Regions from separate parts of the Zea mays genome. Here region 1 is linked to region 2. Evidence: chromatin contacts called from public Hi-C data. All regions are on one chromosome and are shown on one strand. Each heading gives the region's core, a stretch centred on a gene start, on an enhancer-like site or on the middle of the called end of the contact. The rest is flanking DNA. Distances are from core to core; before and after follow the strand shown. Region 1 holds the start of LOC103633266 (chemocyanin). Region 2 holds the start of LOC100279471.

Region 1 (4,075 bases), core at 824-3,323, 630 kb before region 2:
TAGAAGCCGTGCGAAATCCTGTTGGAAAGAGGCGATGCTGCCTTCCATTGATTCAAATCTTGATCGGTCCGCAGTGTTGTTGGTGTAGTTGATTCCAGAACTGAAGGGGATGTTACATGTGTCGGACGGTGACATGGGGTGATCTGATGACCCCTTTGTATATTATATATGGTATGGTATAAATAAATTCCGCGACCAGAAGCTAATGTGGATCGGTGGATTAGCTTATGTCTATTCTTGCCTGTTTGGTTATGTTCCTCCTCGCATGTGAAAACTGACGACGGCTGTTGGTAGAAGTGGATGCGCATTACTACATGCTAGCTGTGCGCCTGTGCGTTTTGGTATAACGTGCTCGCCTGTTATCAAGACGTGGCCGCCATTGACCTCGTTCCTCTGCCTGAAATGATTTGGGTGGTATCGATCTTCTTTCTGCTTAAGAACAATCAGCTCCTGTTTGTTTCATTTCATTTTAAAAAATTAAAATCTTACATGTTTCCTTTCATTTTGAGGAATTAGAATCTTACTAATGGAATAGACTATTTTTTTAAATGTAACATTCTACCACTTTTAAAAGTTATTATATAAGCCTATCTTAAATTCATGAGTGAGAAATGAAAATTGATTATATAGATTTACATACTATTTTTCCGATATACAACTTATAGCACACTCTTCTACATGTTTCGCTATACCATAAATATAGTATATAACTATCTCTTATATGATTTAGGATAATATACAAATATATTACATATATAAACATATGAATTTAATTAGTTTTGTCCAATTTATAATTATTAAAATGGAATTGAATTCCAACAAAACAAATGGGCCTCATTGTATTTGTAGAGCCAAATTCATATTTCTGAGCTGTATGGAAAACATTCATATTTCTGAACAGCATGGAAAACATTATATCGTTCCTATGCCTCGAAGTTTTGCAACATAGTGGTTGTGAAATGGATTCGCACACCCTGTCACTGAAGACATAACCATTGACCAATGCCGCTAAAATGGAATTATAAGAAGTAAATATCACAATTTACACCCATGTACCGAATATAAACACACGACAAGAGTAAAAAGAAGAAGCACAAATGAATATACCGCTTGTACGTTCGCAGTAACAGAAGTCCTGTTTCAGGTACAGTACAGCAGCAGTAAGCAGTAACTCAAAAAGTCAAAACTGCAACGTGCGTGCAAATTACACGCACGTTGCTAGCTTAGGCGACCAAGGCCACCAGAGCGGCCACCGCCAGCCCAGCCACCGCGGCCGCGGGCTGCTGATACCGCGGCGCGCTGCTCGGTGCGCCCGCCGGCGACTTCCCTGCAGCGCCCAGGGCCACCTTGTGTCCCGCCGCCGGTCCGGGCGCGTAGGCGTCGGCTGCTGGAGGCGATGAGGATGACTGGAGCGGAGCCTGCGCGGGGCCGCTTGCCGCGGCGGTGGCGGAATCGTAGGGAACGGTGGTGATCGTGACGTGCATGGTGCCGTTGAGGCAGTGGCGCGGGATGCCGCAGATGAAGTAGCGGGTGCCCGTGGCGGTGAGCTTGAAGGCGGTGCTGCCGCCGGAGTGGGTGGAGATGGGGCTGCCGGCGTTGCAGCTGGCGTAGTCCGCCGCCGTCACCTCCAGCACGTTGTGGTACGGCATGTACTCGAACGCTGCAGTTAGTCGTTAACGTACATTATCGCACGCCACATCAAGATGAGATGGGAAGGAAATAATGCACGGGCAAGTACGTGAACGGAGAGAGCTAGCAGTAGCACGCACTTATGGTGTCGCCGACCATGAACGTCTTGCCGGCGGTCCACTTGCCGTAGTCGACGTAGGTGTCCCACCTGTCTGACCCGCCCACCGTGTAGTCCTTCGCCGACGCCGTCGTCGCGGCCAACGCCGCAACCACCGCTACCACGGCCAGCAGTGCTCCGGCGGAGGCGATCTTATTCATGCTCGCTCCCGGCCCGTACGTACGCGTCCTTTGAGTGGTGGTCCACCGAATTATATTGCTTCGGCGTTCGGGTCGGTATATATGGCCCTTTAATTTGGGATCGCGTGTGCTGCAAAAGGTGATAGGACTATATATACACGGAGACACAGAACATGGAGAGAAATTCCCTTCTTTGCCAATGCCAAACGAAGAGGTGTTCGTGGCCGACCATGAAACACATGCCCGTAGCAGGGGGGAAGACAGGCACACAGACTATGAGTTGGAGAATCTGCTGTTCATTTTCAAATGAATTCGGGGTCGAAATGATTAACTGTACGCTGCACCCTGAGACACTCAAAATTAAAGGTCAATGCAATGCAAGATTACATTGCAAGATGGCATGCATATATGCTTATTGGTTTGACTTTCGCCATTGATTCTGTGCACTACGTGAGCACGACTAGCTACACAGGCCCACTGGTTGCTTCGTCCCGCAACAGGAGCAGATCGCGAGGGAGCTCCCGGCCCGATCGATGTCGTGCGTGCCTCGCACGATCCTCGAAAATTTTCGCACGTACTATATCGATTAATTTTGATGAATCTTTTCAGCACAAGGGCATGTATAGTAGAGGGACACCAAAACGATTCTCCAAGCACAAAGAGACAATTAAGAGACTTTATTATACAATGAAGTGTCTATAAATATAGTCTATTAATAAATACAAAATTAAATGCGTTTGTACAACATCTGATCGATAGAACAGACGACAAATTCGTACAGTGGTAAGTGAGACGTCTGTTGCTACTTGGGTTACGAGCCAGATGCGTCTCTTCACGGAGAGACGGCTCCACGATTTTTTTTAAACACTTCAAGAGCCTCTACATTAAACACCAGTGTAAATGCCCTAATGTCATGTATAATGAGTGTCTTGAGGTGTGTCTTTAAGTATGTCTAAGAAGGTAAATGTAAAAAAATTAAGACACGTCCCTTGACGAAGACACTGTGTCTTGGCTCTATAGTCAAAACAGAAGAGTAGCTAATTGGTCAATTTAATTTATTGAATGCTCTGATCGATGTAATAAATATAGTAAGATACATATTTTAGATACACCAATTGTATTACATTGTTTTTTTTTGACGAAGGGGCGAAGCCCCCTATTTCATTAAGAAATAGGAAAGTATGTAACAACCGCACCCACGTGGTAGGACCTCCAAAAGAACAGACATGGCCAGAAAGTTATCTAGACTCTAAACACTATCGCTAGATCAGTGAAGAGACTACGATAACAGTGAAAGTTTTGGCCTACGAAGAGCTACATAAGACTTTCTTATATACAACCAACCAAGACAGGCAGAAGCCACAAAAGACCTGAACAGTTTGGCCAACAAAAGACAGACAACTATCCCAACAAGCTTTCTCGGCATCATCATCTTGTCATCCAGGAATCCGCCTGTCAAGAGGACACCACCCCAAGGCCCTCCCGAAAGCTTCACTTGCCGTCTTTCGGATTAACCTGCTTCCTAGCACCACCATTTTTCGCTCCTTCTTTTTCTGACGAATCGCCCAAGAATCCAACCAGAAGCAGCAAAGAAAAATGATGTTAGATGGGTCAAGTAAATGACTATTCCCAAAACACCAATCATTCCTAGTGCGCCAAATAGCCCAGAATAAAGCACCACAACCAAATAACACCAGCTGAGCCATCGTGTCTTTTGGTTTACAAAACCAATTATCATACAAATCTTTGATATTTTTTGGAATAGATCTCAAATTCAGGGCCACTTGAATAACTCTCCACATGTACTGAGCAATGGGGCAATAGAAAAACAAGTGATCAATGGATTCATCCACCCCACAGAAACAGCAGTTTAAAGAACCAATCCAGCATCTTTTTCTCAAATTATCCTTAGTAAGAATCTTATTTCTTACCACTAACCAGAAGAAAATCTTAATTTTATGAGGCAGTTTAGATTTCCACAAAAATTTATATGGAATCAAAGCTTGATTTTCCATTTTCTTTCTGTATAAAGAATTAACAGAGAAGCTTTTATTCCCCAGTGACCACACAATTCTATCCTCCTGATCAGATAGACAAATCTGCTCACAATAATCAATCAGATCATCATATAATAATTTTAGATTACCCA
Region 2 (4,322 bases), core at 1,121-3,620:
ATTATGGAAATCGACTACTAGTTGAGTAGCACCATGGTCCATTGCAATATGTTATTTGCAAAAAGTTCCAACAGAAAAAAATAAAATAAAGATAACTTTACGACAAGTTTTCATCTTCTTCTGTGCCTTTTCCTAATTAGCAGATCATGCAGTGCACATTGATTAGTGCCTACTTATCCCCGTTGGAAGTGGAACTAACCACACTGCTTTGTAGACTGGCATAAATCACTATGCTAAATGAGAGCACAAGCGCGCTTGAAATGGAATGGGCAAAGGCATGGTGAGCCATTTTTCTCCGACATGATTTACACAAGAGTTGTGTGGCGTACATGGTTGTTTTATATAACAAGGCTGTTGTCTTTTATATACTCCCTCCATTTCAATTTAGAATTCGTTTGACTGTTTTATTCCAAATTTGACCGACTCGTTTTATTAAAAAAATCATAATTATTATTAATTTTACTGTGATATCATCTACTATATAATATAATTTAAATATCATCTACTATATAATATAATTTAAATATGGCTTTGAATTTTTTAATTTTTTAAATAAGACAAGCTAGTGAAACTTGTCATAAAAAAGCCGAACAAATTATAAATTAGGATAGAGAGTACTATATATTAAGGCTGTGCGCAGCGGTACGCGCTAGCCTTCCCCCTCCCCTTGCATGCCGGCTGTAGGGGTCACCCTACCGCCGCAGCGGTGTCCCCTACAGCGCACCCTACGCGTCGGTCTCCTTCTCTCTCCCCCTAGATCTAGCGTGTCACTGTTCATCACCCTAAACACTATGTTGTGGGTCCACCAGTAATTGTTAGTAGATAAAAAATTGATAGTTGATATAGAAAACGATATTTTATAGTTGTAGTGGGGTATAGGGGAGTATTTAGGGGAAACCGCTGCGGGAGATGAAAAAATAGGGGGAAATATAGGGGAGAAAAGTGATATAGGGAGAAAAATTTAGGGATAATGGTTGCGGATAGCCTAATGCCTTGCATAGTATGTGTCTTGATGCATAGTATGTGTTTCTCTAGAAGTAGTCAACTAAGAAGTCTTCAGCGTACTGTAGTCGCTGTTTCCGGTCAACAAAGTAGTAAACGATAGCGACGGGACTGCAGAGATGTCAAGATCCTCAAAGAAAACCAGTGTACACGGTTGTGTCCGCTACCAAAATCTGTTGACGAAACTGTAGCTCCCAGATAATTCAAATAGAAGACAGAGAGTTTCAGTCGTTTGATTGGAATGACCGATTCAAGAGTCGTGCGAAACTAGTATAGTGGACATTTTTTTTCTCCCAGAAAAGAAGTACAGTGCCACAGTGGACAAAAAAGGGGGAGATAATTTGGGTTGTTTGAGTGTGCGCATGTTTTTTTCTTTTTCGTGTAATCGTGTTCTTGAGACGAACCTCCTGTTTTAAAATCTGATTTGAAGGAGCCATCTAGGGCTAAAAACGAACAAAAACTAAAAACTTGGCAATCTGTTGCTGATATCTCACCTGGTGGGGTTGCCGTCGGCGTCACGTTAAATGCCGTAGGAGATGGCAGTGGCGCCGGTGGCGACGCCGCTGGCAGACGTAGCGAGGGCGCTCCGGAGAAGAAAGAATACACCTCGTACCTGAAATTGCACCGCGTCCCTATAATCCTCCCGCCCTTACTTCCGCTGAGAGACCCTGGCATCGCCGATATTATGCTCCCAAGGCAGCTCCGGCAGTCTGCGGACGACATGTCCGGCGTGCACTGCGTGAGCCCGTAGATGGTGGGGTAGCTGGCGTCGAAGCCCTCTTCCCCCGTGGCAAACCGCGACGAGTTCGCCGCCGCGTAGTCGCCGGTGGCGTTGAGGAGCATGACGACGGCGGCGTCGAACGCCTGCACCGGCGAGCTCACGCTCTGAGTGTTCATGAGGATGATGTTATCATTGCCGTTGTCGGTGGTGCTGGCGATGAAATCCTGGTTGGAGAAGCGGAGGTAGCAGTCGTCGTAGACCACGGCCGCGTCATTCTTGTAGGGGCAGAGCTGCTGCGCGTCTTGAAACCCCGTGGCGACGCAGGAGCCGCAGGCCGTGGCGTTGGTGTCCCCGCGGCAAAGCGCGAGCGCGTAGACGACATACGGGACGGCGCCGACGCTGCCCTCCGCGAAGAGGTTCCTCGAGCGGGACGCGTTCGCGGAGAGCGCCTTGGCGAGGCTTTCGAGGTTGGACTGGTAGGTGCTGTTGGCCGTGTAGTTGCCGGTGTTCCCGCAGAGCTGCCACGCCTGCGCAGCGGCCCGCGGCGAGAAGAGGAGGAGGGAGGCGACGGTGAGGAAGAGAAGGTAGCCCATGACGAGGCGCGGGGAGGCGACGCGACCCAACGCGGCCGTGGCCGTTGCCATGGCGTTACGGCTGCTCGTGCCGTCTTGCGTGGCGAGCAGTGATATAGAGGAGGGTAGTGCCGTGGCCTCTGGCCTGTGCGTCGCCGTCGTGGTCTCTGGCCTATGCTAATAAGGAGCATGAAGATGTACTTTATCCTGCCGCACACCCGTTTGAAATATGTCAGTACAAACCTTTGAAATATGAAATACAAAATTTTCAATTAAAAAGTTTTATTCCAGCTGTACAAAGTCCATATCATACCAGTAGAAGTTTACAATATAATATGCTACTACAATAATAGAAGGATACTAAAATAAGAGTGTAATACAAAGTTTTGAATCTTAGGGTAGAATAATTAAAACGAGCCAGTATAAAGTTTATGAATATAGGTGTGCAGTTTTAAAAATCCCAAAAAATTTAACCTGGCTATATATACAAATTTTACAATATCATATTATAGTTCAAAGTTAATAAATTCTGAATGCAGAGTTGGATCTAGGAGTATAATGTCGTTGGATATTACAGAAAGATTTCAAATTCAGAGAGCAAAATTTTGAATGATGTCTATAAAGGTTTTCGATATCAGATTTAAAATCTAAACAAGTAGCAAAAGTTTGAACTCGTAATTTCAAAGTTTGCAATATTTTTTTAAAAAAATAGATCACATCAGATTAATAAAATAGAAAAAACTAATTAACGAATCAGACGTATGCACAAAACTAGATGGTCCTCTAAACCAACTATTAGTGGAACTACATGAATCGACTAGTACTACCTTATTGAATTTATATAATAGATCACACATGTAATTAGCTCAAAAAAACCTATCAAACTTCAAACCAGTATACATTTACCATTTAGTATGCGTGTGCGCGTTGAAAATAGAAACAGCGGAGGCGTGTCCAATAATAATTTGGGGGCAGCGTCATGCATTCAGGGTACGAAGCTTCAACAGTGAGATGTCATGTCCCGAACGAATTGACCAGGTAGACCAACGGTCAACGGAGACCCATAATTCTCTTTCTAATAATCTTTCTAAATCTTTTTTTTGGAAAAGTAGGGAAAATTCGTGGAAGTAATTTGGACTTGCAGTCCCCGGCAGGATTGGAACGAGGTCATGTTTTATACTCTCTCAGCCCTAAAATATTCATTATCATTTGAATGTGGACGAAAAAAGTGAATTAAAAAGAATTATATTTTAGAACGGATGAAGTATCATAAAATGGTCTATAGTTTATTAATAAAAGTTAACTATTAAACTTTAGACTATTTTACATTATATATATATGATCTAACAAATTAATATAGTACTTTTTATCATAATGCCTGAACCTTTAACAACACTCAAGAGCTCAAATTATTTTAAGTTTAATGTCTATCAACTCTCTCGGTCCCTAAATAGAACATTAGACAACTCTAAATATTCGTTTTTGACAAATGTGAAAATGGGACAAAACAATATGATTGTTCGACCTTTTTTGCTTTTCCCGTTTTACCCGCGTGTAACATCCCGTTTTAGATAGTACAATGAGAAAAATCATAGACGACTATGTGAAATTGCAACAAACAAATCTATAATTGATTGTTTTCTTTGGTAGACATATATATATTATAATATATTGCTTCCATATGTGTAGATAAGATGTTTCAATTGATTGCAACACTATTATATTTTAATAGTCTATGCGATGGTTGTTTTCGTTTTTTATGCCCGATTCCGATTCATTATCGATTTACTCCGATGGTACCATTTTCGATCATGTTTTTAAAATAAAATATGAAAAATGAAAATAGAAGATAGGTTATTCCGATCGATCCCGTTTTCATCCCTATTGGTCACCTGGCACTAGCAGAGGACCTTGGTGTGCAGCGGCGCTAGTCTGCCAAGAGGCGACTCCGGACCACCTCGGTCGCTGGAAAACGGTTGCGGGCAGGGCCGTACCGGAGGGGGTGCAGAGGGTGCGGCCGCACCGAG

The links. A called contact is a pair of places that touch in the nucleus more often than the background predicts.
Region 1: a Hi-C map of ear shows a contact between it and region 2, with 2.7 times the contacts expected there. The contact joins the promoter of LOC103633266 here to the promoter of LOC100279471 in region 2. A contact is called at or near these places in 2 of 25 Hi-C or Micro-C datasets (ear and tassel).

The regions. Positions count from the first base shown.
Region 1 is chr7:164,353,071-164,357,145 of Zm-B73-REFERENCE-NAM-5.0, reverse strand. LOC103633266 (chemocyanin) reads right to left here and starts at 2,073. Exons shown (of 2, transcript XM_008654969.2): 1 at 1,770-2,073; 2 at 982-1,660. The coding sequence starts at 1,947. The coding sequence ends at 1,224. It overlaps LOC100273838, which reads left to right. Exons shown (of 5, transcript NM_001308397.1): 5 at 1-227. The coding sequence ends at 3.
Region 2 is chr7:163,723,831-163,728,152 of Zm-B73-REFERENCE-NAM-5.0, reverse strand. It overlaps LOC100279471, which reads right to left and starts at 2,370. Exons shown (of 7, transcript NM_001152475.1): 1 at 1,497-2,370. The coding sequence starts at 2,367.